Regions from separate parts of the Mus musculus genome. Here all the other regions are linked to region 1. A link is a contact called in public HiChIP or PLAC-seq and promoter capture Hi-C data. All regions are on one chromosome and are shown on one strand. The core of a region is the stretch at or near the end of the contact, and the rest is flanking DNA. Distances in the headings are between cores, read along the strand shown. Region 1 holds the start of Zdhhc18 (zinc finger, DHHC domain containing 18). Region 2 holds the start of Ahdc1 (AT hook, DNA binding motif, containing 1). Region 3 holds the start of Pafah2 (platelet-activating factor acetylhydrolase 2).

Region 1 (3,588 bases), core at 656-3,155:
GCACGCCTTCCTCCTGCCTGGGCCATAACCCTGGGTGTGAGCACCACAGAGAATGGCCTCAGGGCTCTGGAAAAAACATTTCCACAGCACCCAAGAAGCCATAGTCATAGCGAGGTGAAAACGAAACTTGGCCCGAGGTTCAGGCTGGGATCCCAGTGCTCCTCTGTGTAAACCACCCTGAACTTTTTTTTTTCTTTTTCCTGTCCTGATCCAGTGGAAGGGCAGAGCATTTTGGGGGAGGATGGAAAGGAAGGATGTCTTCACCTTGTAGTTACAGAGACATAATCCAGGTCCTGGAAAGTGATCTGAGAACTGGTCTTTCAGACAGCCTCATCATGACATGCGTGCCCCCCTCCCCCAACCCCGGGGAAGTAATAGCTGCCAACATCAAGTGCTAGAAGCTTGGACGAAAAAGAATAAATAAATAAATAATGAATATATCTGGAAAAAAAAAAGCTAAAGGCTTGCAAGCATGACCAATCTCAATAGAACCCTGTCGGGGGTGGGTACTATTAAAGTCCCCATTCTACAGGTGAGGGCACTGAGGTTTGGAAACGTAAAATGACTGCCTGCAGGCCACACAATTAGTGGGAGGTGGAGCTGGGACTGGAGCCAGAGATGGAGTTCTTAACCATAATGAATAATAAAAGAAACCAATAGGAAGAAGTAGGAGGGAAAGGTGGGACTCACCCCGGGTGCGTTCAAGTGGGGGTGTATGTGCCCTCAAGGAGTCACAGGGCAAGTGACTCCAGCTAGAGGCTGAGGGTGGGTGGAAACTTTGGATGCATGAGTGGCCCGAGAAAACTATAAGCAGCCACTCCTCCATCCTTCAGTCCTAAAACGGAGCTACAGTGTAGGCCAACCCTAGGTCACTGGGAAAAGGTCAGAAGCCCATAGGGGCAAATAAGACAGGCCGTGTGAAAGCACTCAGGTCTCTTTCCTGAAAAGGATCTTGATGCCGCCCGCTGTCCCGGTGGTGGACCGCCACCGAGGGATGCAGAGTGTCCGGAGGGGAAAGAGACAGGGCAGGGTGGGAGACACCTAGAGGACTAGGGAGCTAAGAGAGCGTCGGGAAGAAGCTTTGGAGAAACTAAGGAAAGTGCTGGAGAGAGAAGGGCCTGTCTGAGAGGCCCAGAGATGCTTTAGGGAGGACTGCCTCCGGGCCTAGGGTGACCATGACTGAGGGAAAGCGGGTGTGGGAGCCAGGACCCTGTAGAACCTTGGAGGGACTTGAGAGGACGCCTAGAAAAATTCATGGTAGGGTGTCCACAGCCAAAGGACACAAAAACTTACTTGTCTGAGGACAGGAATGAAAGACGCCTAGAAGGGTCAGAAAGAGCCTGGGATAGGCAAGAACCAGCCAGTGAGTGACCGCAGGTGGACCTGAGGGACCCGGCAAAAGCTGGTGACCCGGGCGGGGCACCCAAGGTCCGGGTGGCGAGAAGGGGTTCCGGGGTTCCGGGGCGGCGGGCGGAGGCCCGAGGGCTCACGGATGCGGGCGGGGAAGGAGCGGCGGCCGGGGACGCAGTGCCGGGGTGGGGGTGGGCGAACTCACTCGAAGACGAAGAAGAGGATGGTGGTGCTGAGGATGAGCAGCAGCGTGAGCGCGAAGACGCCGCCGTGGCCGGCCAGCATGAGCCGGCCTCCGCAGTAGAAGCGGTTGCGGCCCGGGAACACCTCCCACTTACGCCGGGGCCGGCGGCCCAGGCTCCCGCTGCCGCTGCCGCTGCCGCTCCAGCGCGGCGCGCCAGGCGCGGGCCCGGGGCTTGGAGCAGGGGGCGCGGCGGGGCCGGGGCGACGCGCCCCGGGGGAGGCGGGCGGCGGGGCGGCCCCGGGGCTTATCTGCTGGTACTCGCAGTCCTTCATGCGGCCGGCCGCGGGCCTCGGCTCCGCGCCCGGCCGCTCCGGGACCGGGCCGAGCAGCGGAGGTGGCGGCGGCGCGCGCGGCGCTGGCGGGCGGGCAGGCAGGCTCGCTCGGGTTGGCCTCTCCGCTGCCGCCCCGCCCCCGGCTCGCTCCGCAGCGCCTCCTGCGCCCAGCCCGGGCTCTGCAGATGCGGCCTCCAGGGCTCCCTCAGCTGCCGGTGCTCTCAGACCCTGCCTTAGGAGTCAGAGATTCAGGGGACAGCTCAGGCACTCCAGGCTCGCCCACCTCTGAGGGCAAGCTGGTAAGGGTGCTTTGAAAGTTCCGAGTGTCTAAAGGGGTGTGAGTGAAATATCCTTTAGTCTTTCCCTCCCTGCTGTCCTAGGTTCAACCCTGGGTTCTAGATAATCCCCAAATGGAGATCATGCCTAAGGGCCCCAAACTTTTTTCAGGTGGGTGTTTTCACAACAGACCTAACCAACCAGGAACTGGGGTGGGCTAACTCCTGGTGACTGAGACAAGTAGGGTTCAAGGACCTTCAGGCCAAGGTCCAAGGTGAATTTGCAACGAGCTGGGCTACAAGTGAGTCCCTGTTTCAGCTGAAAACACACACACACACGCGCACACTATATTTTCTAGGACTCAGGTCGGAAGTCCAGAAATATTTTAGCAAATTCTTTTACATGCATCACCCCCAAAGCTCATAGGGCTAAATCAGGCAGTCTTATCTGGAGCAAATGGGGTCCAGCCTCCTTGCAAACCATTCAAGTTGATGGTGGAACTTATTTCTCGTGATGTGACTGGAGGCCTGGGAGTTTTGCTGAAACTCCACCCAAAGTTACTAGAGCTCATTGCAGTGGCTCACCAGCGAGGTTTCTCTGAAGGACTTGTGCACTTCCTGAACCTGACAAGGAGAGTTTAGCATCCATTTGTGAAAACAGGGATTGCTAGCTGGCTATGGTGGCCCACGCCTTTACTCCCAGCACTTGGGAGGCAGAGGCAGGCGAATTTCTAAGTTCGAGGCCAGCCAGGTCTACAGAGTGAGTTCCAGAACAGCCAGGGCTACACAGAGAAACCCTGTCTCGAAAAACAAAACAAAAGAACAGGGATTGTTTTGCTTTTGGGATACTTGAGTATCCCACCCAGGACCTCACCAGCTGGGCAACCCCTGTCTCTAGCACTGAGCTGCTCCACCTGCCCTAAGACAGATCATTTGTGTTTGTGTGACTGAACGTGCACGTGGGGAGACCGAGAGGGCAGGCCTACGTATGCATGGAGGCCTGAAGAAGGTCTCAGATCCTTCAGAGCCGAAGTTCACTGTAAGATACCTAAATGGTTAGGTAGATGCTGGGGTCTGAACTGGGGCACCCATGATTGTTCGGCAAGTACTCTTAACCACTGTGATGGTTTGAATATGCTTGGCCCAGGTAATGAGAGCACAATTAAATGTTTTCCTCTATAAGAATTACCTTGGTCATGGTGTTTCTTCACAGTAATGGAAACCCTAAGACAGAAGTTGGTACTAGAAGTGGGGTATTGCTGTGATAGGCCTGACCATGCTTTTGTTTGGAGACATGTGGATCTTAGGACTTTGGAAAGCAGTGGAGTGCTTTCTGTGGGGTTTAATGGGCCACCCTCGTAGGGATACGGGAGACTTTGTTGCTGATGGTATTTGAACTCTGGAAGCCTGGCTCAGGAGGTTTCAGAGGAGAAGACTGCTAATGCGT
Region 2 (3,853 bases), core at 792-3,291, 620 kb before region 1:
TAACCCTTTGGGGCTACCCACTACTTCTGCAGAGGGGACACCTGAAGCAGCCTGGAGAATTTGGAGCATATTTGGGAAATTCTACCTAACTTCTTTTTCGTGTGCCTTTTGCCACCTAACTAGCCATTCCCCCCGCCCCCTTTATGCTTTTCTTGAATATCGATTAGTCCCATCTTTCCTGGGGCTCTCTGCCACCAGTATGATCTCATCCCAACCTCTGCCTACATTTAATTCAAGCAGTAAGGGTCTTCCTATCCTTGGTAAAGGTGGGTGAGGCATTAGAGATGGGCAGACCTGGGAGTCTCTCACACCCATCAGCACTAAAGTTTGCCCTATGGGCGGCAGTTATGGCAAGACACCAAAAGTTCTGCTTGTGATGACCTCAGAGTTGAGTTTTGAAGCTACAAAGGATCGCTAAAGCACCTCCTGCTTTTATTAATGCCCGTTCTTATCATAATCAGTTCTTGGGGTTACTTTGTCTGCAAGCGAAGTGGCCCCTAGACAGAGGCCTCTCCAGCTGGCCACATGTGCCACGATGCCACATCAGTGGGTGTGCTTTTTAGAGCCTCCCCTGTTACTTGCTTTCTGGAAAAGTTTCAATTGCTCTATAGGTAGGGACTGGGAGAGATGGAGGGATGGTGAAGGTGGTGTGGATGTGTTGTTAGCATAATGTCACCATCTAAACATGTGTTGACTAGCAATTACCCTGCAAGAGCAAAGAAGGCATCAGAAGCAGGTGGATCAGGGAGTAAAGGCATTGCTAGAGAAGCTTAGGACATGGGGCAAGATGGACTAAGTTGGCAGACATTGGCCAAAGGAATGTCAGACACAGTCATGAGTTGGGATCAGCTCAGAAGCAGTCAATAGACAAGTAGCAGGGCAGTGATCACTGCATCACTCATCTGTTTCTTCTGCAAACCTTATCTACCTTAGTGCCAAGGGAGGACACATAGACACAGGGAAGAAAGATCAACAGTAAAGGATGGCGGGGACGCGGGGGGGGGGGGGTGGAGTAGAGGGAATCACCACTCTGTTACCGCCCAAGGGTTAAGGAAGGAAGGAAGCTTTGAAATTATCCAGATGCTGAATCTACCACTTTCTAATCGGGACACCTGGGCTCCGGAACTCTTATATCTAAAATAGAAATAAGGTCTCGTAGGGTTTTTTCTGCAAGGCTCCAAGGACCCCGTGCTGCCCGGGTGCTCAGTAAATGGCAGCCGCGGCAATTCTCCTTTCAGAGCTGTCCAGCCACCTCCCTGGGGGTAACAAAGCCTTCCTCAGAGGCGCACATTCCCATCTGTGGGATAGGCAAGGCAGGGGGCCCAGAGCCAGGGGCTGGAGAACAGATGTGACCTGAAGAGGAGGTAGGTGAAAGTGCTGCGCCCAACCCCCACGCCGCAGCAGGCGCTGGAGAACTGTTGAATTCCGCTCACAAACAATTGTTCAAATTCAGAAGGCATGGTATCTACACTTTGTCCAGAATTTTTTGCGCCCTCGCCGCCCGTGGACGACAATAAAAAGTAGGCGCTGGAAGAACTAAATCCAGGGCTGAGTTTGAGGCGAAGGGCCACGAAATGCGGAGGAGACTGTAGCGTTTCCAGAGCGGCTTTCTTGCCAAACGCCTCTTCTGATAGGAAAAACGTCCCCAAATTGAAAGTGTAGGTCCTCTCGTCTCTCCATGGGCCCTCTCAACGTGTTTGGGACACCCCAGAAAGTCGCAGCCCTTTTGGCTCATCCTCTGATGCCCGATTCCACTCATTTTATTCTCAGACCCCGCCCCTGCGCTACCACCCGCAACCTTGGCGCAGCCAGAGCCCCGAGTAGGGGCCTCGGAACGCCCGGAATGTTCCTAACCCTTGAGGAGGATCAGCAGTCCTAGATAAAACGGGATTCATCCGGGCCAGGGATACTCCGGCATAGGGTCCGCTCCGGGCCGCGCCGTCGGAGCAGCCGGAGTGGCCCCGCCCGCACAGCGCGCGGAGCGGCCGAACAGGGACTACAAGTCCCGGCGTGCTCTGCGCGCGCTCCCCCCTGGGGTTCCGGATGGTGAGCAGCGAAGGTAAGGCGAGCTCGCAGAGGCAACGGCGGCGGCGGCGGAGACGGAGAGAGGCAGGCAGGCAGGCAGGGCGAGGGCGAGAGACGGAGGGAGGGAGCGAGCGAGGCAGACCAGACAGACAGACAGGCGGGCGGGCGGGCCGAGCGAGCCACCCGCCAGGCTGCGCTCAGCCCCGCTCGCAGCGGAGAGAGCAGAAGGCAGGAGGAGGGAGGGGAGGAGGGAGGAGGGAGGGAGAGAGGGAATCCAGCTACCACCACCCAAAGCCAGCGTCTGCTTTCTGTCCTCATTTCCTTTTCCCACCCAGCTCGGAGAGCAGAGAAAGGCAGAGAGAGAGAGAGAAATAGAGACAGGCAGACAAACAGACAGACAGACAGAGCGGGAGGGAGGAGGGCGGCGGAGGAGGAGCAGGAGGACTACGCGGGGCGTCTTCCCTCCCAGGTTTGCAATTGGGGGGTTGGGGCGGGGGTGTCCAGGGCTGTGAGAGTGTGTGAGCGGCTGGGGAAGCGAGTGGGGCGCAGATAGCGAAGGAGTAATCGTGGTGGGGGGGACGCCGCGGGAGCGGGGGGCCGTGTCCAGCGGAGTTAGCGGCGGAGAATGTGAGCCGAGGCGCGAGCCATGCTGTCAGCGACGGCAGGCGGCTCAGGGCTCCTCTACGACTCCTCTTCCCAGCAGCCGGGCGCCCGTGTCGCTGCCGCCGGCGGAAGATAGACGCCCCCCGAAACCCCTCGCCTGGCTCGGACCCACGGAGCCGGCAGCCCAGCACTCCGGTAAGTAGCGCCTCCTGCCCAGCAATAGACGCGGTTGGGGACCGGCCGGCCAGGCTCTTTTGTGCAGCGCACTGTGGGGGGGCCCAGCGCCCCCAGTCCGGTCCGCCGGACCCCGTGGCTGCGGTGCCCGCGGTGCGATCGGTCTTTGTTTCCACCGGGGCCCGCGGCTCGGCTGGGCTCGGCTCGAAGCCTGGCAGGCAGCGCCGGGAAGGGGGAGGGGGAGGTGGACGGGGAGGGGGGGCGGGGAGGGGGGGTTCTCGGGTTTCCTGGCCGCCCCGCGGCTCCCCCGGCTCGGGGGCGAGGTGCGCGCCCAGAGCTGCCGCGCACCCCCTCCTCCTCCCCCTCCCTCCGCCTTTGGATTTAAAACTGCAATTTGCTCTCCAGCTTGCTGAGAATGTGGGGGGGGGGATGTAGGGGGACCGTGGGAGCGGAGAACAAGGCTGGATTTTAGGATAGGCGCTGGGAAAAGGGGAGACTGCGGAGGGAGGAGCCCCTCCCCTCCAGCCCCCAAATCCCAAGGTTCCGTTGGCGCTCTGGGAGTTGAGGGGCGGGGACCTAATGACCCGGAGGGGGTGTGGGGCGGAGGAGGGATTTGGGGGCGGCCTGGCCAGAGGGGTTGGGCCGCGTGCCCGGTTACCTGGCGAACAAAGTCGGCTCACTTTTGCATAAATAAATAAATAATCGTGTATCAATACGTTTCCTCTAGGGCTCTGATTGAATCGGCCCCCTCTTCCCCAGGGGGTGGGGTGCTGAGTGACAGCTGTCAGCCCCCTAGGTCGGGAGCTGGGGTGAGCTGCTGAATCTCTGCTTTCTGGCTGAGGGCGCCTTCCCTGGCTGGGTCTGGGTCCCTGGGCAGAGCCAAAGGGGCAGGGGGCTGGCTCTGAGACTAGGAGATAACCTTGTTTCCTGTTCTACAGGAAAAGGGACAGCAACCCAGAGTTTGGGGGCTGGGGACGAGGACTGATGGGAGCTGGGGGGGGGAGGGTTCCCCAGCAGCCTGACCCCCCCAGCCTCCTGCCAGGCAAAGGGG
Region 3 (3,982 bases), core at 978-3,477, 770 kb after region 1:
GAGAGAGAGAGAAAGAAAGAAAGAGAGAGAGAGAGAAAGAAAGGGAAAAAGAATAGCTGGGTGTGGTCGCACATGGCTTTAACACCACCCCCAGGAGACAGAGGCAGACTGATCTCTGAGTTCAAGGTTAGCTTGGTGTACACTGCAAGTTCCAGCATAGCCTGGGTTGCTTAAAAAGACACTGTGCCCCCCCCCCCAAAGCAAGCCAGTGAGATGGCTCAGAAGATAGAGATACTTGCTGCTTGCTAAACATGACTGAGTTTGATCTCCTGGCCCCTCAAGATAAGAGAGAAGAGCTCCCTCTCGTTATCCTCTGACACCCACAAACACACTGTCATACACGCATTTCCACGCATTAAATAAACAAACGTAATTAATTTAAAAACAACAAAAAAAAACCAACCCTGGCTTGATGGCATGCTATAATCTCAATGATGGGCAACAAGAGTCCGACAGGTAGGTCCCTGGAAGCCTACGAGGTCAAGCTCCAGGCTAAAGGGAGACCCTGTCACAAACAAAAGGATGGGAAGCACGTGAGAACCAACAGGAGAGGTTGGCCTCCGCGTGCACATGGTTACGCTTACCCACCCACGGGAACGCGTGGGAGCTTGCGCGCGTGCACGCGCTCCTTTCTCCCTCTGCAGCCAGCACTAACTGCCCCCATGTCTCACACGCCCTTTCCTAACTTTCAATCCTGTCTTTCCCTGCTCTCTGCTCCCACGCTCAGGGGACACACTCACTCTCCTCAGAACTCCAGTGGCATTTTATCTCTCTTTTATGACAGGAGCTGCAGCTGCTTCACCATCATGTGACCCACATGTGTCTTGCAGCGGCAGTCTTGGTTCTCCAGTGTGTGTGCTCAGCCTCGGGGGAGGAGGGTCGGGCCGGGGTGGGGTGGGGTGGAGTGGGTGGAGTCTGGCAGAGGCTCCTCCCCCTTCCCACTGGCTGTGCGGTCCACAGCCTGCAACAGAATTTAGCTCCTCTTCCCTTCCTCCTTTTTGTATTAGTGGGTGTCTTAAAATTTGCGCTGGAAGAACAAAAGAGGAAAAGGAATAGTAGAGAGAAAATTATTGCCTCCCAACGTTAAGTAGAGTGACTCTGGCTGGCTTCTTGGGGTTTTTCCTCTGGACCAGATGATTGGCAGGCAGGAAGGTGTGTGTGTGTGTGTGTGTGTGTGTGTGTGTGTGTGTGTGTGTGTGTGTGTGTGTGTGTGTATGTGTGTGTGTGTAGTAACAGCTGTGGCCTTAAACAGTTCAGGACTATGAGTTCTTCAGTTACACACGTGTATGTGCCGAGGCAGGGACAGGGGTGATTGCAGGGAGCGTTGGCAGCAACCATCTCCAAAGTCTCTCTTTGCCCAGGCTTGCTCTGGCTTGCACACTGATCCTCCCAGAGGAGGACTCAGAATGTCCAAACAAACCGCGGGGGTGGGGGTGGGGGGCAGGGCCCCGCCCATGCAGGTGGTTTAGGCTGTAAGGAATAGGAATTGAAATGTTGCTTGCTTTAAGCCGGTTCGTGGGCTGAGTTAGACCTCTCTGCCTTGCTCTTGAGTCTGCAAAATTGGTCCAGCTACCTCCCTTCTCGGAAAGCTGTTGAGAGGGTTAGATGAAGCAGTGTTTATCAGAGACTTAGTACAGTGCTAGCTGAGGAAGAGCTGGACCTCAGTGGGGCGTTATTAGCCAGGGAAGGCAAAGTCTGGGCTGTAATCACTACAGCAGTTACTGTCAGATAGATACACGGTAGGTGCGGGGTCATTACGCAATAATCCTGAGACAGAGTCATGCATCCCAGGCTTGCCTTGAACTCCTAACCCTCCGGACACCACCCTCCTCAGTGCTGGGGTTACAGGTGTTCATCGCCGTAGCTGTTTTCTATAGTTCTGGGAATTGAACCCAGGGCTTCTTGTATGCTAGAACTGAGCCACACCCTTATGGTTTGTAGGTTTTGAGGGATCTGAGGACTAGCTCATCACCACTATCTCCTCACCCCACCAGAGGGAAATGAAGACCACAGTCCATAGGGCTGGGGATGGAATGGGTCGCTACCTAACAAGTGTAAGGCCCCGGCTTCCACCCCGCCACTGCAGAAAGACAACCGAAAGACGAGCCTGAAAACGTTGGCAAAGTCGCAAGTGTAAATAACGAATATGATTTAGTGAGTAGCTGGCAGGAAGGTCGGCTGGGGTGATAAGGATGTCAGGAAGTGGACAGGGTTGGCACATGACCTAGAGAAACAGCAAGTGAGGGAGAGACCAGCAAGAGGCTGTTCTGTGTTCTGTCTTCCAGCCAGCAAATTCCCGAGCACCCGGCTTTGGTCCAGCTGGTGATGAGATGGGGGCCGGCCAGTCTGTGTGCTTCCCACCCATCTCGGGACCCCACCACATTGGCTGCACGGATGTGATGGAGGGTCACAGTCTTGAGGTAAGTGTCCCAAGCTCCGCCCCTGCTCTGTTCCACTGCGGGGACTTCACCAGCACAGGTCCAAGTGTGTAAGTTCTGGGCTGCTAAGTTACAGCTGGGCAGAGTTTGGACATCAGCCTTTTGGCCTGTTTTCCTGCTGGCTTTTAAATTCCTCATTTAAACTCTTAGAACCTCCGCAGATGGCCGAGTTCTTTCTGCAGCAAGGAGGAGCCAGAGGCACCTCACAGACCCTTTCTCCTGTCGTGAGTCCAGGCATCTGACCCTAGAGAGGTTTTTCGATGCCATCCTGATGTAGGGGGACAGGATGAAGCATAGTGGGCCACAGGCCACTGTCCTGACTCTACAGCTTGGGTGGGAAGATGAGGTCTTCACCTCTAGCCTCCCATTCACTTCTCTCTGGTTTCTGAACCTCCTGCCAATTCCTAAGCTTTTCTTTTTCTTTGTTTCCTCTTCCTCCTCCTCCTCTTCCTCTTCTTCCTCCTCTTCCTTTTTAACATTTTTGAGGTTTCTCATGTAGCTCAGGCTGCCCTCCAACCGGAAATGTAGCCAAGAATGACCATAAGCCCCTGATCCTCCCACCTCCAGGACTTCAGGCACGTGCCACCATGACCCAACAAGTTCCTTAGGTTTTTGTCCCCGGTGGTTGGGCTCACCTCTGTTCTGTGAGAGACACCCACTTCCTGGTAACCCCTCTCCTGCTCCCTCTCCTGACCAAGCCTTCTGCTGCCACTGAGTTCATCCTAAGAGCAAAGACCTAGCCCCCCCACCTCCCTCGTTCGCACGGAGCCTAGGTCCACAGTATGGCGCTGTTCCAGGATGTAATTGGAAATGCACTTGACAGTCAGGACATAAGCCCTCTGATGTGCTAGCCACAAAATTGTTTCTGGATCGGAGGAAGCCTCTGTTTCTCTGTTGGTGCCCCAGACTCCTGCTGACCCCAAATGCCTAAGCTTTGTGGTCCCAGCAGCTGCTCCCTTCTTTTCCCCAGGGGAGCCTCTTCCGACTCTTCTACCCTTGCCAAGCATCAGAGAAGTGCGAGCAGCCCCTGTGGATTCCCCGCTACGAGTACAGCATGGGTCTGGCCGATTACCTGCAGTATAACAAGCGCTGGGTGGGGTTGCTGTTCAACGTGGGTATCGGTAAGGCTGGCCCGGCCCTGGCTGCTTCCCGGGTGCCTGGTTACATCCCCAGAAGAGACCCAGGCAGACACAGGAACTATTTAGCTTGCATAGTCCAGTCCTTGGTTTGGAGAGATGGGAGAGACTTGGACGCGTGAGAATCTGGGTCATGGGTTCAAATCCAGACTTTGTAATTTACTGGCAGTGGGACTTGGGCCAGTCCCTTATCCCACTTGCCCTGCCAGCGTTTGTAGAACTGTGGTGCCAGATACAGGTAGAACTAGAACCTCTTGCGCAGTGTTTGGGACATCAGATGGGACATGGTACTGGCTGTGGTCCCTAAATCCAGTATGCATTCTGATCCACTCTATAGATCACCCCCACCTTTTTTTTTTAGTACTGGGAAGCAAACCCAGGGGATCATACAAGCTAGGCCAGAGCTCT

What was found. Promoter capture Hi-C pulls out the DNA fragments that hold promoters and counts their contacts. HiChIP or PLAC-seq counts read pairs in DNA pulled down with a chosen protein or histone mark.
Region 2: a contact with region 1 is called in an H3K27ac HiChIP or PLAC-seq map of microglia, with 5 times the contacts expected there. The contact joins the promoter of Ahdc1 here to the promoter of Zdhhc18 in region 1.
Region 3: a promoter capture Hi-C map of liver shows a contact between it and region 1, with 2.6 times the contacts expected there. The contact joins the promoter of Pafah2 here to the promoter of Zdhhc18 in region 1. A contact is called at or near these places in 1 of 39 promoter capture datasets (liver), 1 of 115 datasets of contacts at active chromatin or transcription factors (pancreatic cancer cells) and 1 of 9 other capture datasets (pancreatic islet).

Annotation. Positions count from the first base shown.
Region 1 is chr4:133,631,524-133,635,111 of GRCm38.p6, forward strand. Zdhhc18 (zinc finger, DHHC domain containing 18) reads right to left here and starts at 1,906. Exons shown (of 8, transcript NM_001017968.2): 1 at 1,556-1,906. The coding sequence starts at 1,866.
Region 2 is chr4:133,009,465-133,013,317 of GRCm38.p6, forward strand. It overlaps Ahdc1 (AT hook, DNA binding motif, containing 1), which reads left to right and starts at 2,042. Exons shown (of 7, transcript NM_146155.3): 1 at 2,042-2,059; 2 at 2,726-2,823.
Region 3 is chr4:134,400,685-134,404,666 of GRCm38.p6, forward strand. Pafah2 (platelet-activating factor acetylhydrolase 2) reads left to right here and starts at 2,228. Exons shown (of 10, transcript NM_001285874.1): 1 at 2,228-2,420; 2 at 3,409-3,559. The coding sequence starts at 2,331.